Regions from separate parts of the Cricetulus griseus genome. Here region 1 is linked to region 2. A link is a contact called in public Hi-C data. All regions are on one chromosome and are shown on one strand. The core of a region is the stretch at or near the end of the contact, and the rest is flanking DNA. Distances in the headings are between cores, read along the strand shown. Region 1 has its middle 18 kb from the start of Smndc1. Region 2 has its middle 21 kb from the start of Smc3.

The links. Hi-C and Micro-C count contacts between places; a contact is called where the count stands out from the background.
Region 1: a Hi-C map of the CHO-K1 cell line shows a contact between it and region 2, with 2.6 times the contacts expected there. The contact joins two enhancer-like sites. A contact is called at or near these places in 2 of 8 Hi-C or Micro-C datasets (the CHO-K1 cell line and the CHO-S cell line).

The regions. Positions count from the first base shown.
Region 1 is chr3:8,152,336-8,160,113 of CriGri-PICRH-1.0, reverse strand. No RefSeq gene overlaps it. Among named protein-coding and RNA genes, the nearest start is that of Smndc1, 18 kb to the left of the region's middle. Within about 2 kb of position 4,628, at least 3 of the 6 cell types and tissues checked have open chromatin away from gene starts, as enhancers often do. A contact at or near this core is called in the CHO-K1 cell line, where this site is marked.
Region 2 is chr3:7,988,035-7,995,120 of CriGri-PICRH-1.0, reverse strand. No RefSeq gene overlaps it. Among named protein-coding and RNA genes, the nearest start is that of Smc3, 21 kb to the right of the region's middle. Within about 2 kb of position 2,565, at least 3 of the 6 cell types and tissues checked have open chromatin away from gene starts, as enhancers often do. A contact at or near this core is called in the CHO-K1 cell line, where this site is marked.

The sequences.
Region 1 (7,778 bases), core at 3,379-5,878, 160 kb before region 2:
GTCAGGATAGCTTTCAGTAGCTATAGAAAAAGGAAATGACAACTGAGATCTTGACGAAAACTTTGTCTCCCGAGTTTGTGACTCAGGAAAAGCTGTAGTGCTCCTGATCCGACATCTCTGTCCCCAGACATAAGACGGGGAACTGTGGGACACGTTGGGGGCCACAATGTGAAGCAGCTAGAAAAACTTAGTTTCTTTTTATCTTAATGTTCTGAGACAGGATCATGTGGATGAGGTTGGCCTTTAACTCACCATGTAGCCAAGGCTGGTCTTGAGCTCCTGTTTTTCCTGCTTCTGTACTGGGATTACAGGCTTCTGTTACTATTGCACCTGGCTCTGGAAAATCTCAGAGTGAGTAAATGAGAGGTGTTGGGAGCAAAGGAAACTCACGGCCTACGCAGTGTTGCTGCTTGAGTCCAGGTGAAGCTATGAGGAGTGGCAGGCCCAGGCTTCCGTCTGCATGAAAGCGGCCAGCAAGAAGATGCCTTCTAGTTAAAGACTATCCAGTGCCCCCTTATAGAGAACTTCACTTGGGACTCTCTTTTTATTTTTTAATTACTTATTTTTATTTTGTGTGCATTGGTATTTACCATAGGTGTAGGTCCCCTGAAACAGGAGTTACAGACAGTTGTGAGCTGCCATGTGGGTGCTGGGAATTGAACCAGGGTTTTCTGGGAGAGCAGTCTTAACCACTCTTAACCACTGAGCCGTCTCTCCAGCTCCTACTTGTGACTCTTATTTAATGTCACTCTACCACTCTACCACATACTGTTTGCATAAAGGATGGGATGGCCCCACCTGTCCCATTTCCAGGGAACAGCAGCTAGGATCAGTGTTCACCACTGGGATGAGGGAAGACTCACCAGGAAGGTGAATGGATGAAGTGAAAGCAGGTTTCCTGACCAGAGAGCAGATTCCAAGGAGCGGGGCAGGAAGGAGCCATAACAGTGGTGCAAAGCACTGGCTGGGCCTCTGATCTGTGGAAGGTTCAACTGTGAAGCCTAGGCGCTGGGGAGGCCAAGAAAAGGCCTTTGACCTGGTCCTGATAGCTGGCTCTTGTCATAAACTCAGCATCAGCTGACAAAGGAGCCTGATAAAGGCGGCCTCTACAGGAGTAGGCGTCTGATAAGGCTGGTGTAACACACCACACAGATGTTTTCCATCTTCTCATGAGTTGTTGAAGTCCAGCTCATCAACTTTACAGTGCTTTCTGCTACAAGATGGTGGCCTGGGCATGGAATAGCGAGCATGAAGGACGGTCTTTGCTCTAAAGGAGCTTACATTTCAGCAGGAGAAGGCTGTCATTCACAAGCCAGCAGCAAATGCACAGGGAAGATTTAGATCTGAGAATGAGCTATCAAGATTGGTGAGGAAGCGCTGGAGAGACGGTTCAGTGTTTCAGAGTCCTGGCTACTCTTCCAGAGGACCCAGGTTCAATTCCCAGCACCCACATGGCAGCTCACAGCCATCTGTAACTAGTTCCAGGAGATCTGGCCTCCAGGGACATACACATAGTACACAGAAATATATCCAGGCAAAAACAGTCATATACATAGAATAAAAATAAATACATCTTAAAAAAAAAAAAAAAAGATTGACCAGGAGATGCCTGTCAAAGCAGGGAGATTTTCTCTATGGAGGTGAGTTTAAGTGGGGCCATAGCCATGTGACAAGAAGAGGCAGAGCACCCCAGGCAGGAGGAAGACTCCAAGGCAGGAACAAGAGCAGACTGAGTAAGCCACAGAGAGAAGGCACTGTGAGGACAGCATTGTGAATGAGGAGACAAGGAAAGAGACCAGGCGGAGGGGTTCACAGAGGAGGTCGCCTGAGATCCCGTGAGCGCTTAGTGCTTACCCTGAATGCAGTGGGCACTCACAATGTGTCGCTGAGACCTGACCTCTCCCTGGAAACACAAGTCTGGCTAAAGGGTGAGGGGTACACCGAAAGACGGGGACAGAGGAGTAGGAGAGTGCTTGGGAGAGGATGTCAGACACGGTGGGCCAGAGTTGGGACAGCAGAGATGATGTGGAGAAAGTAGGGTACTGGGGACTCACTGGAGCAGAGGAAACAGCAGGTACTGTGGGTCAGAAGTGGGGTGTGAGGACGGAGATGATTCAAACATGACTCAGTTTTAGCCCGAGCAGTTCAATGAATGCCAGTGTCATTTACAAAAGTGAGAAGGCCCTCACTGGCCTTCATATTATCTGTCTCAGCTGTATGAGACATCCACGAAGAGATGACAAATGGCCTCAGAGCATGCCTGGAGTACAGGGGTGGTGTTTAGTCTAGAGCTTCTTATTTGGAAGGTGTAGACATAGAGATAGAGACAGATGGAATGAGGTCACCCAGTTAAAGGGCAGAGGGGACATAGTTACAGAGCCCTGAGTACTGCCCATCCTAAAGAGAAGAGAAGGGAGGGGAGGGGAGGGAGAGGAAGGGAAGGGAGGGGAGGGGAAGGGAAGGGAAGGAAAAGGAAGGGAAGGGAAGGGAAGGAAAAGGAAGGGAAGGGAAGGAAGAGAGTGAGGAAGGAAGAGAGTGAGGAAGGAAGCAAAGTGGACCACTGTGTGTCACAGAAGCACAGACTCGAGTCTCCGCATCTCCAGAACAAGGAAGTAGTTGCCCGGAGGGGATATTGCTCACTGGTTGGCTAAGATGAGGACAGAGACCTAACCATGAACTTTGGCAAGATACCCTTGACAGGCTACTGCTGGGTGAAGGGTTGAGGATGACAGCTTCCTGGCCGGGCCCTGAGGAGTCCATAAAGTCTGGGGTGTATTCATGGCTCCTGGCAGAGATAAGCCATCATTTTCCAAGAGTGGGATATTCTTAGTTTTCTTAGTTTAAATTTACAAACAATGAAACACATGTTGTAAGTGAAGAAGTTTTCTTTGGATTGAAATGAAATTTACCCAACACAGAATTAATCATTTAGAACATCTTATGGGATCCAGTACATTCTCAGTGTGGTGGGGTCACCACCTCTAGCTCTCTATCCCAAAGCATTTTTGTCTTCCTGGAGGAGATCCTTCCTCCTTAGGAAGGGACCTTCTTTGAGGACATGCTTTTGTGTGACTTTAGTTACTGACTTTATTTTGTATTCAGGTGCTGGAGAATGTATCCAGCGTCACACTGTAAATAAATGCCATACCCCTGAGCCCTGTCCAACATGCTCTCTTAGTGCCGGCTTTAATAAGTTCCGTGACATACCAAATTCGTTTCATGCTATAGCTCCTCTGTAGAGGGCGAGGCCCAGCCCTTCCCTCAGCAGTGCCTCCCACGTGTGCTGCTGAACCACACGCAGCTGAGACATCCCTGACCTTGGCAGAGTCAGAGTCCAACCTCTTTCCTGTCCCTCCTCTCAGAAACTAACGGTTGCAACTGACATCTCTGTGGTCCCACTGTCACCAACAAGGCAGCTGTGGAGTTAATGACAGGGCAAACAAAAAGCTGGCGATAATTGGGTGCTTGGATGTTCAAGCATAATTGTTATTCTGGGGGAAAAAATCAATTAACTGAATAAGAATGTGCCATTGAGACAAACATTTGTTTTTCTTCTGGCATGGCTCCAGCGAGGTGGGTCAGGTCCAGAAGGTATAAAGGTATGTCTGGTGTTATAGAAATTAAAGTATACTTTGAGATGTCTGAGAGAAGATGGGGTTGTTGGGGAGTTTGTGTTTCTGTGGGAATGCTGGGGATACAGCTCAGTTGGTGGATTGCTTGCCTGGCAAGAATGAAGCCCTAGCTTCCATCTCCAGGGGTTATAAATCAAGCAAGGGTACACAAACCCTATAATCCCAGCTTTTGAGAGATGGAAGTGCAAGGTCAGAAGTCTGAGACCATTCTTAGCTATATAAGGAGTTTGAGGGCAAGCCAGTGCTACAGACACCACTTTTGTTTTGCTGGGAGGAGGGTGTGGGGCAGGGTTTCTCTGTGTAGTCCTGGCTGTCCTGGAACTCACTCTGTAGACCAGGATGGCCTCCAACTTATAGATCCACCTACCTCTGCCTACTGAGTGATGGGATTAAAGATGTGTGCTACCGCCACCCAGCACAGACCCTATTTTAAGAACAAACCATCAAAATAAAAACAAGTTTCTGTGTATGTGCATGGGGGTGCATTCGTCTATTTGTATATATGTGGAGGTCAGAGGTTTTATATTGGGATGGCGTCTTCAGTAACTTCCCCCTTTATTTTTTGATCCAGGGTCCTCATTAATGCTGGAACTTTGCTGTTTTGGTTAAACTGGCTTGCTGGCCAGCCCCCAGGGATTCACCTGTCTCTTCCCTCCCACTCCCCCAGCACCCAAGTTATAGAAGTGCCCAGCTTTTATGTGGGAGCCCCGGGATTCAAACTCAGGGCCTCATGCTAGCAGCAAACACTTTACAGTGGGCCTTTGGGGTCTCCTGCAGCTGACGACTCTGGGCCATTCTGTTCTGGCTCCCTGAGACTCTCAGCAGGGCCTTTTAGCCTTCTCTGTGTTTATGGGTTTTCTACCCTCGCTTGGGCTCTTAGAATCACAAATAGCCTCAGCGGAAGGAGTCAGATGCTCTGAGTCTCCCTGTGCTAATGGACAGTCACCACACCCCCTGCCACCATAGCTCATGACAAGGCCTTCAGCATAATGGAAGGCATTTGAGGATCTATTTTTCTCTCCAGCAGAGCATTACTCACCTACTCCCGAGTGTCACAGGGAAGGGGAGCAGAAAACACAATAAACCGCCAAGGATGAGTCAAGTTTCAACAGAGGCTGGGCTCCAAGACAGGAGGCAGGCTGTTTCTTCTGTATTCCGGAGATTCAAATGGCAAGGAGTCCTGAACTCTCTGCTCCCTTCTCCCCAGGAAGGGAGGCAAATGGAACTGTGCTCCATGGTGCTATTTCCAGGTTAGGTTATAGAAAGAAGGGAAAGTGATGCTCTGAGAGCCGATCCCTCAAGGCCCCAGGGCTGAAAAGGCAGCATGAGGATTCCCACAGGCAGAAGGTGCCAAGAAGCAATTTTATGACCATTTGGTGTTAGTTTTACATTTTCACATAATTGCTTAATTCAGTAGAAAGATCAGAAGAGAGAGAGGCAGTTGGATCTCTGTGAGTTCCAGACCAGCCTGAGCAACATAGCAAGCCACAGTCCAGCCAGGGCTATATAGTGAGACCCTGTTCCAACAATAACAGTAACAACCACCCAATCCAGAAAGATCTAAAGGAGGCTGGGGTTAAGATGGATGTAGGATAGAGACTAATAGCGTACGCCGTTGAGGAATTGCCCAGCTTCTGTCTTACATGAGTTATTTTGAGTGTTTTCACAGGCCACGTGGACAAACCCTGTAGAAAATACACATTTTGACATGGTTGGCATACCAGAGGCCAGTAGTCCCCAAATTTGGCTGACATGACCGTCACAGAGCTGGTAGTAATACAAGCTCTTGCTGTGTTGTAAGGCATTCTGGGCTCCTGAGCCTTGTGTGGAAATCTCTATTTAGAAATCTCCCTAAGTTTGGGAACTGTGGCAGAGGGCCACATTTTGAAAGGAAGAGATCACATGTCAGCTACTGGGCCACTCACTTATTTTCATTTATTTTTTGAAAATTGGTTATTTGAGAGCCTGCCTCTCTCTCTCACACACACACACACACACACACACACACACACAAAAAAAGTTGCTAACTTCTCACACACACACACACACACACACACACACACACAAAAAAAAAAAAAAAGTTGCTAACTTCAGGGTCTAGAGACTCCTTGGTCAAGTATGAGCTATTCTTGCAGAGGACCTCTAGCTCACAATGGCCTCTAACTTAGCTCCAAGGGCCCTGATGACTGATTCTAGCTTCTGTGGGCACCTGAATACATGGCATACAAAAAGAGAGAGAGAGAGGTTAAAATCAGTCTTCAAAAATTAGAAAATTGCCGGACGGTGGTGGTGCACAGTTTTAATCCCAGCATTCAGGAGGCAGAGGCAGGAGGATCTCTGAGTTTGAGGCCAGCCTGGTCTACAGAGACAGGACAGCCAGGTCTACACAGGAAAACCTTGTCTTGGGAGAAAAATGAGAAACTTTATCACATTTTCTTTTTATTTTTTTTTGCATATAGAGAGGGTGGTGACATGCAAGCCATGACTCTATGGAGGTCAGAGGGAAATTGGTGGGAGTTGGTTAACTCCCTCCACCCTGTGGATCCCAGGGATTGAACTCAAGTTTGGTAGCAAGAGCCTTTATCAGCTGAGTGATGTCAATGGACCCTAATCGGTTTTAATCTTAACTTAAAAGTGGGTGAGGTGGGCTTTGTGCATCAATGAAGATAGTAGTTGTGAGAGCAGCCCTGATGGCCTTTGCTTTTACTGGTTAGTAAAAAGAGGTCTTTCAATTCAGTAATGGCCAGTCTTTTTTGTCTCATTTGGACTAACTGCAAACCAAACACAAGAAACCATTCTCTAGAGGAAGCCCTTGGATTCTAGAAACATTTTTGACCTATGGTGAGCGATTTAATCCCTTTGTGCTTGGCACACATATTTCTACCATGAGTGTATTAGTAGGCACACTTTCTACAGATCCACACAGCAGTGCACACACACACACACACACACACACACACACACACACACACACACACTATACACACTCACACCCATTTAACACACAATCAAAACACAATCAATGCATAGCCCCAAGAGTTAGATGGACTCAGTCCCCCCACCCATCCACCACACACAGTCACCCACACCCAGCACACACTACTCAACAGATACACGAGTGCAATAGACATGTTCCCCATATAGTCTGCTCAACATACTGCATTCTTGCAGATAGTCACATTGTCTTAGTATCTGTGACGCTGGGATTTCTTTCCCAGCAGGAAGGATTATCGCCGCTTATGCTATTGATGTTGTTTGTGTCTTATCTGCCCAGTGAATAATGGGAAGGATATAGGACTAGTAACAGTTCCTGTGCATGAGGGTGGAGCCTGCTCTTCTTGAAACTATCCCTTTTACCTCCATCTTTCACTATGGGAAACTTGGCCCACCTGGGTCAACATAAAGTTAACAAGGACTGCGGCTTTTCAAGGAGAAATGGGCTGTTCTGCGTTATCTTCCACAGAGCTGAACAGTTTAGAGACTATTCCAGAAGCCGCTTGACCCTTTGGACAGATTAATTGACGTCAGCTGTTATAAATCCAAAACTTCAGGGAAGAATTCCATTAGCAAGTGGAATCGATGATGTTGTCATATCTAAAATTAATTTGCTTTTGTATCCTAGCTCTGACGTTAACAACATTCTGCAAAAAAGAAAAAATTTAAAGGCCCAGAGAATTCTGGGTGATGGCATGTAAATGAAGGAGATGGCAGTGTTCAGTGTTTGCTCCTGGCTGGCACGAGGTTCTGAGTTCATCTCCTATGGTGAGAACAGTGCTGGCTAGGATGCACCCTCTTCGCCGACTGTCGTCAGAGTCTGCTGGCAGGGACTTGTCTTTACCACTTTGCTCTTCACCATGCCGCCAGCTTGATCTCTTCTCTCTCAGCTGCATTTTCAGCATCCCAGGCCTGCGGATAGTCTAACCCTCTCATTTCCAGACTCTAAGCATCTGTTGAGTACGCAAACCTGTCTGGGGCAGAGGTGCCACACTTCAAGAAAACCCAAGAAAATCACATGATTTCCATGACGACTTAGTAATTTTTGTTGCTTTTAGTCTTTATATTTATTTCAATTTTTTTAAAAAAATTTGAGACAGAGTTTCTTTGTGTAGCTTTGTAGACCAGGCTGATCTCAAACTCACAGAGATC
Region 2 (7,086 bases), core at 1,316-3,815:
GAGGGCTAGGGGCTGGAGAGATGGCTCAGAGGTAAAGAGCACTGACTGTTCTTCCAGAGGTCCTGAGTTCAATTCCCAGCAACCACATGGTGGCTCACAACCATCCGTTATGAGATCTGGTGCCCTCTTCTGGTGTGCAGATATACATGCAAGCAGAATGTTGTATACATAAATAAACAAAATCTTAAAAAAAAAAAAAAAAAAAGAGGGCTGGAATCCCAGTGTGGTAATGCATACCTTAAATCCCAGCACTGGGGAGGCAGAGGTAGTCAGATCTATCTGAATTTGAGGCCAGCCTGGTCTACATAGCAAGTTCCTGGACAGCCAGGGCTGTATAGTGAGAACCTGTCTGAAAACAAAGCAAAAGCTTGCTGGAGACATAGCACAGTGGGAAAGTGCTTGCACACATCCAACAGGGCCTAGGTTCAATCCACATTACCACTGGGGGCGGGGGGCATCCCATTCTCCACTGTAAGATCTTTAATCTGGGGGGACAGTGCTGCAGGGGAACAGAAGAGAGCTGCTCAGAAGTGCAGTCATGTGAGAAAACCAGTTCCCAGGGCAGCTCAGGAGGCTGCTGCTGTTGGAGTCAGGAGCCAAGAGAGGAAGTAGTGTTACAGATCGTGGAAGGGCAGTGCAGAGCCCACTAGGTCAAGAACAGTCTCTAAGGCTTTAGACTGTGCAGGCTTCATAATTTTTGAGAGGGTTATGATTTGAAGGATCCTCCTACAGGCTAGAAGGATACTGTCCTCTTGCTCAAGTGTTTATTGGTTGCAGGTTGTTGAACTTGCTAGAGAGGGCTGTGTGTGAAGGGCTGAGCTGGTGTGGTGTTTGTGTGGAGGATCAGCGTCCTGGGAGGAAACTGCATCTCAGAGGACTGCCCAGGAGGTAGGCTGGAGACGAGGAACTGGGGGGTCTTGCTGTCTTTGAGATGGTCCTCCCGTGTTGTCCAGGCTGAACTCCTACCTTAGCCTCCTGAGCAGCTGGGACCAGAGGATGAGCTGCCATGCCCAACTGGAGGCAGCTCTCGTCAGGAGTGATGAGATGAGCAAGGGAAGCATCTGAATGGCATGGAAGCTGAGAGAAGGAGAGCCACTCTGCAAGTCTTGTATGGGAATTTGCTGATGTCACATACTTAGGTAATGACCGACCTACAGCAAAGAAAGAGGAGGGTGGGAGTAGGGAAAGAAAGACCGAGAGGCTGCTCTTGGGTACATCTGTGCTTCTGTTTCTCTATTTGGAGACACCATAAGCCTTTAGTATTTCAGATTGTTTTTTACCTGAACACAGATGATTTAGACGAAGGCTTCCACTTCTGAGAGTCTCTGTTTTTAACACAGTAACTGCCATTATGCTCTACTTCCACCAACCTTAAATAGTGTTTGCGTGAACATGTCTATGTGTGTTATCTGATTTTTCACAACAACCCTATTAGTAGCTACAGACTTGGTACCCCTAAAAAAAAACTGCTGGGGTCCAGCTTGTATCAGTCCCATGCTACAGAGGCTATTTATTCCAGACTGATGTCTTTGGGGCTGAGATCGGAGCCAGTCAAATGGCCCCGGGAGTGCTGGGCCGGGAAACTCCTAGCTACGCAACGGTGATAAAGACAAGACACAGATACCTTGTCATTTCAGGAGGGCCCTCAGTCCATGCTGGAGTCTGGAGTCTCTGGTTTATTCTAGCATCCTCTTAAATAGCTTTCCAACAGTGGAGGTGACCACAGAAGACATCTACTATCATGTATAAAGCTGATATCAAAAAATTATTTTAACCCTAGCGGCACACCTAAACAGTCCCTAGGCACAAAACCATCAGAATAGGCGTGGGCGCACCCAGGGCCTAGGTCTGTTGTTATGCAAACTAGGAGACATTCTCCACAAAGGCCAAGTCATCCGGTGGTAATTAGCCGAGCATCTGAAAGACAATGGGAGATCCAGGCTCCTGAGATAGAGTTTGAGCCTATATCTGAAATACCATAATTTATATTTTTCCGGCCCAGACAACAAACAAACAAACAGAGAAGCCTGAGGAGTAAAGTGACCTGTCCAAACAGTAACTCTCTGTCTATAAGGTCTGCGATTTGGAAAGCAGTGAAAAGCTCTTTAAGGAAGTATTTTCTCTGTGACTGAGGCTGAGGCTGGCCCCAAGGCCCCAAGGTCCTGGAGATGCCCACGTAGCTGGAGGCTGGACTCCTTCCTGGTTTCACTGCCAAGTTTCCCCCACCCACCCGCTCTTCAGTTTTTGCATAGTGACTTTCTCCAAAGACTGTGTCACTCTTGATAGTGACACTGCAAGAAAAGCTTGTGATTGAATCACTTCCTGTCCCATTCAGTGTCCCCTGTTCTCCAGTGCTCTTGTTTTACCACTTAGTAATAAGTACCGCGATGATGATGGCCTCTGGAAGGCTCTGGAGGTCTGGTCAGCCCTTCTATAATCTCATATGTGTGCCAAGAAACAAACTTCCAGTTTAGTGCCGTTCCACAACCATGTCCACAGGGGGCCTGGTGGGACCCTGGTTGTCCCAGAAGGCTGGTGGGGCAACCCCAGCCATGAAGTAAAAGAGGTAGTCACTGACTTGGCTTCCCCATGGGTGCTTACTCACTGAGTCCTCTCATCTTGAGCTCATGTGTCAGGACATGTGTGGGAAGACACATGCCAAAGGATTGTGTGTATTTTGGGGAAACCCCAGTTATCTTCTATTTTCTCAGAAAGGGCTTCCTAGAGGCTAAGAACCACCCTGCCAATGGAGCCTGAGAGGCAAGGGGGCCATGGGCTAGTTGAGGTTCAACTGGGAAGGAGAATTCCCCTGGGTAGATAGGGCCATGGAGAATCTAAGACCATCCAGCTGCACTGGAGTCTCTAGGAGTCATTTTGTTGTCTCAAGACAGGGTCTTCTGTAGCCCAGGCTGGCCTTGAACTCACTCTTCAGCTGTGGATGACATTAAACTCCTTTTGATCCTCCTGCCTGTCCCTCCTAAGTACTGGGATTACAGGTTTGTGGCACTGCAGCCAGCTTAGAACTCTTAAAATTCTAAAGGTTAAGGTATTTTTGCCCCAGAGCCAAGGACACCCTCACAGACAAAATGAAACCATCCAAATCCTAAAAACAGCCGAGAGTGATCACACTCATACACAAGCACCCCCACACACACACACATGCATCACACATACATAACACATATGTACCTCCACTCCACACGCATCACACACATACTACACACACACATGCAACACTACATTTGAATCCCCACACATGCATATCTCTCTCTCTCTCTCTCTCTCTCTCTCTCTCTCTCTCACACACACACACACACACACACACACACACACACACACTCCATAACAGAACATGCAGTCCTCTGTCATCTGGATCAACATGAACCTGCTTGACCCTGAATCGTCACTCAAACTCCTCAGTTTCCCTAGTATCTGTCTTAGTCAGTGTTGTGTTGCTGTGAAGAGACACCATGACCACAGCAACTCAAGGAAAACATTTCCTTGAGGTGGCAGCTCATAGTTTCAGAGGTTCAGTCCACTATCATCATGGCGGGGAGCGTGGCAGTGTGCGGGCAGACAGTGCTGCCTACATCTTGATCAGAAGGCAACAGGAAATGGTCTCAGTCTCACTGTGTGTGGCTTGAATATATATGAGCCCTCAAAGCCTGCCTCTACAATGACACACTTCTTTCAAGAAGACCAAACCCACTCCAACAAGGCCACATCTCCTAATAGGATCACTCCCTATGAGCTTATGGGGGCCAATTACATTCAAACTACTACAGTATCCAACTAGAAATTATAAGTCCTATGGCTGTTCTGTATCCTGGTTAGAGTATACGTGTGTATATATGTGTGTCCAAGTGCATAGGATTGTATACAGGAAGGAAAAGGTCCATTTCACTATAAGTTTTCTTTAAAGATTCCTTCTTTAAGCTGGGCATGGTGGCACACACCTATAACCCCACAGCACTCAGGAGGCAGAGAGAAGACCAATGGGTTTCAAGTCAGACACGGTTACACTGGGAGACTGTCTCAGAAACACACACACACATACATGCACATGTGTACACACACACACACACACACACACACACACACACACACACACACACACGGAAAAATTATCTTCTCCTGTTTATGTGGCATCAAAGATGTGGCCTTATGTAGACAGTCAACAAGATCAATAACCTATTGGATGTATGGAGTGTTGGACTCCTGCAGGCAGTCTACCATCATCCCTTTGTGGCACCTTTCCTTGGGTCATTTGTGATAGGAGAATGTAGTTTGGGGATTCAGGAAATACTGACAGTTTGTTCAATTCTCTGACCACTTAGGCAACTTCTGACCTAAAGAAAGGGTTGCTACTAGAAGCCTACTCTTCCTTCCTTCCTTCCTTCCTTCCTTCCTTCCTTCCTTCCTTCCTTCCTTCCTTCCTTCCCTTCTTCTTTTGAGACAGGATCTCAATTTGTAGCCCTGGCTGTCTTGGAATTCACTGTGTAGACTAAGCTCAAGCTCAAACTCACAGAGATCCGCCTGCCTTCGCTTCCTGAGCATTGGAATTAAAGGTGCACATCGCTGGGCGTTGGTGGCGCATGCCTTTAATCCCAGCACTCGGGAGGCAGAGGCAGGCAGATCTCAGTGAGTTCGAGACCAGCCTGGTCTACAAGAGCTAGTTCCAGGACAGCCTCCAAAGCTACACAGAGAAACCCTGTCTTGAAAAACCAAAAAATAAATAAATAAATAAATAAAGGTGCACATCACCACATCCACCCCCTACTTTAATTTGATCCTGGCAACAATGTGGCAAGTCAGGCATTGCACCTCTTTCTGCTTCATGAATTGAGAAACTAAGCCCTGGGGGTGGGGCTTAAGCCCCTTTCTTTTCATTTTTTTCAGCGATTAATAGAAGATTTATTTATGCAAGAATAAAGTCTTCCTTGCCAAACTTAATAGGAGAGGTTCAATGTTCGTTCCAGTTTTCCTCCCTGGATAAGTCTTTCCTTCCCTGTCTATTTTGAAAGCATAACACCAGAAGACGGGGGGGGGGGGGGGTGGGCAAATGCCGCCATCACAGCTACTAAAAGAGCTTTTTAGAGTGGGTCTGAAATTAGGATAAATATTTGCTGATCTTGCATAGGTCCAATGAATCAAGGCAGGATCTTCAATGTGCGTTTGCCTTTTGGGGTCCTTGTACTGAAGCAGATACTCCCACTTAAGCTAGGTCCTTTTGCTCAAGTGCTCTACCTGCACCTTTTGGGGTCCCTGGAGACTCTGCTGGGTCGAGTACTGGACAGAGTAGCCAGGGCACAGGTTTATACTTGGAGTCTGAAATCTTGGTTCGGGGAGCACATTTCCACCTTTTAGCCCCTTTCTTTTCTTTCTTTTTCTTTCTTTTTCTTTTTTTCTTTTTTGGTTTTTCGAGACAGGGTTTCTCTGTGTAGCTTTGGAGCCTATCCTGGTGCTCACTCTGTAGACCAGGCTAGCCTCGAACTCACAGAGATCCTCCTGCCTCTGCCTCCTGAGTGCTGGGATTAAAGGCGTGAGCCACTAACACTTGTCTTTAAGCCCCTTTCTTAAATCCTTCAGTTACTTGTTGCTGGAGACAGGAATCCAACCTAAAATGCAGAGGATAAGTGAACACACATACATGTATATGCATAATGTATATTTATATTGTGTATCAATATATATTATTCCTAAGTACCCCCATAATACATTCATGTATATGTATTGTATATGCATGTGTACATATGTAATACGTGCATGCCCATGTATTCTGACAAATTTGCACAAGTAGGCAAAGATGAGTCCCTCCCAGGTTCCTCATGGTTAAGAGCAAGACTTGTTACCTGGGTGGTTTCTGTGGCAAGGGATGAGTTCATTCCGAGCTGGATGGTTCTATGCCGAACACTGTACAAACTGGTAGGGGTACCAACTCTAGGCTGGCGTGTCTCTCTTTTTGGTTGCTTCACAATGGAACCAGATATTTATCCCAGGGTCCTAGGTTAGCATATGCTAGGGGGGGGGGGGTCACCCAGGTACTGGTATTTACAGAAGAGAAAGCTTTGTTTCCAATGACCTGCTTTCTAGGAGTTGGGGTGAAGGAGGATCATAAGAAAGCAGCCAGGGACGGGCATTGGTGGCACACGCCTTTAATCCCAGCACTGGGGAGGCAGGGGCAGGAGGATCTCTGTGAGTTCGAGGACAGCCTGGTCTCCAGAGCAAGTGCCAGGATAGGCTCCAAAGCTACACAGAGAAACCCTGTCTCGAAAAACCAAAAGAAGAAGGAGAAGAAGAAGAGGAAGAAGAGGAAGAGGAAGAGGAGGAGGAGAAGGAGGAGGAAAGCAGCCAGGATAGGCAGCCAGAGTCTGTGAGTTTGGCTCCAGGCCTGGTCCTATGCCAGGGTACCAGCTCCCCTCAGCTCCCCTATCCCTAATCAGTTTATTATGATTTATCAACAAGAATGGGAACAATGAGACAGGAAATAGATGTGCTGATTTCCAAGACCAGTGCTCAAGTTTAGGGGCAGAACCATTACTGTCCTAGTTTTGTCCCTTCTCCCAATAGGAAGGCAAATTAGGGATACGGAATATGCAGGCTGCCGATTTACACCTGCAATCCTACACTGGGGAGGCTGAGGCAGGAGGATTGCTGTGAGTTCTAGGCTGGTCTGGACTACATATTCAGTTCAAGAACATCCAGGGCTATAAAGCAAGACTTCCTCAAACTACTTCCACTCCCCACCTTCCACCTTCCCCCTTCCCCCTAAAAAGTTACCTAGAACAAATCCCAGAGAATCTGGGGAATTCTTTGGGACACAAGGGGCTGGACGTAGCTGGGAATGACTGTCTCTGGCCTGGAGGAACCGTGTGATCATGGGTGAGTTATTTGGTGTCCATGTCCATCCCCACATAGTAAATGAGCCTAGTACCACCTCCCCACAGGGCTCTTCAGAGAAGAAGCAAGATGACGAATAGAAAGATCTAGGTACAAAGCGGGTATCACTAGTGTTCACTTCCTTTTAATTATTTTTACAGATATTTGCATTTATCATGTTAGTTATAAGCTGGAAAATATTTGAAA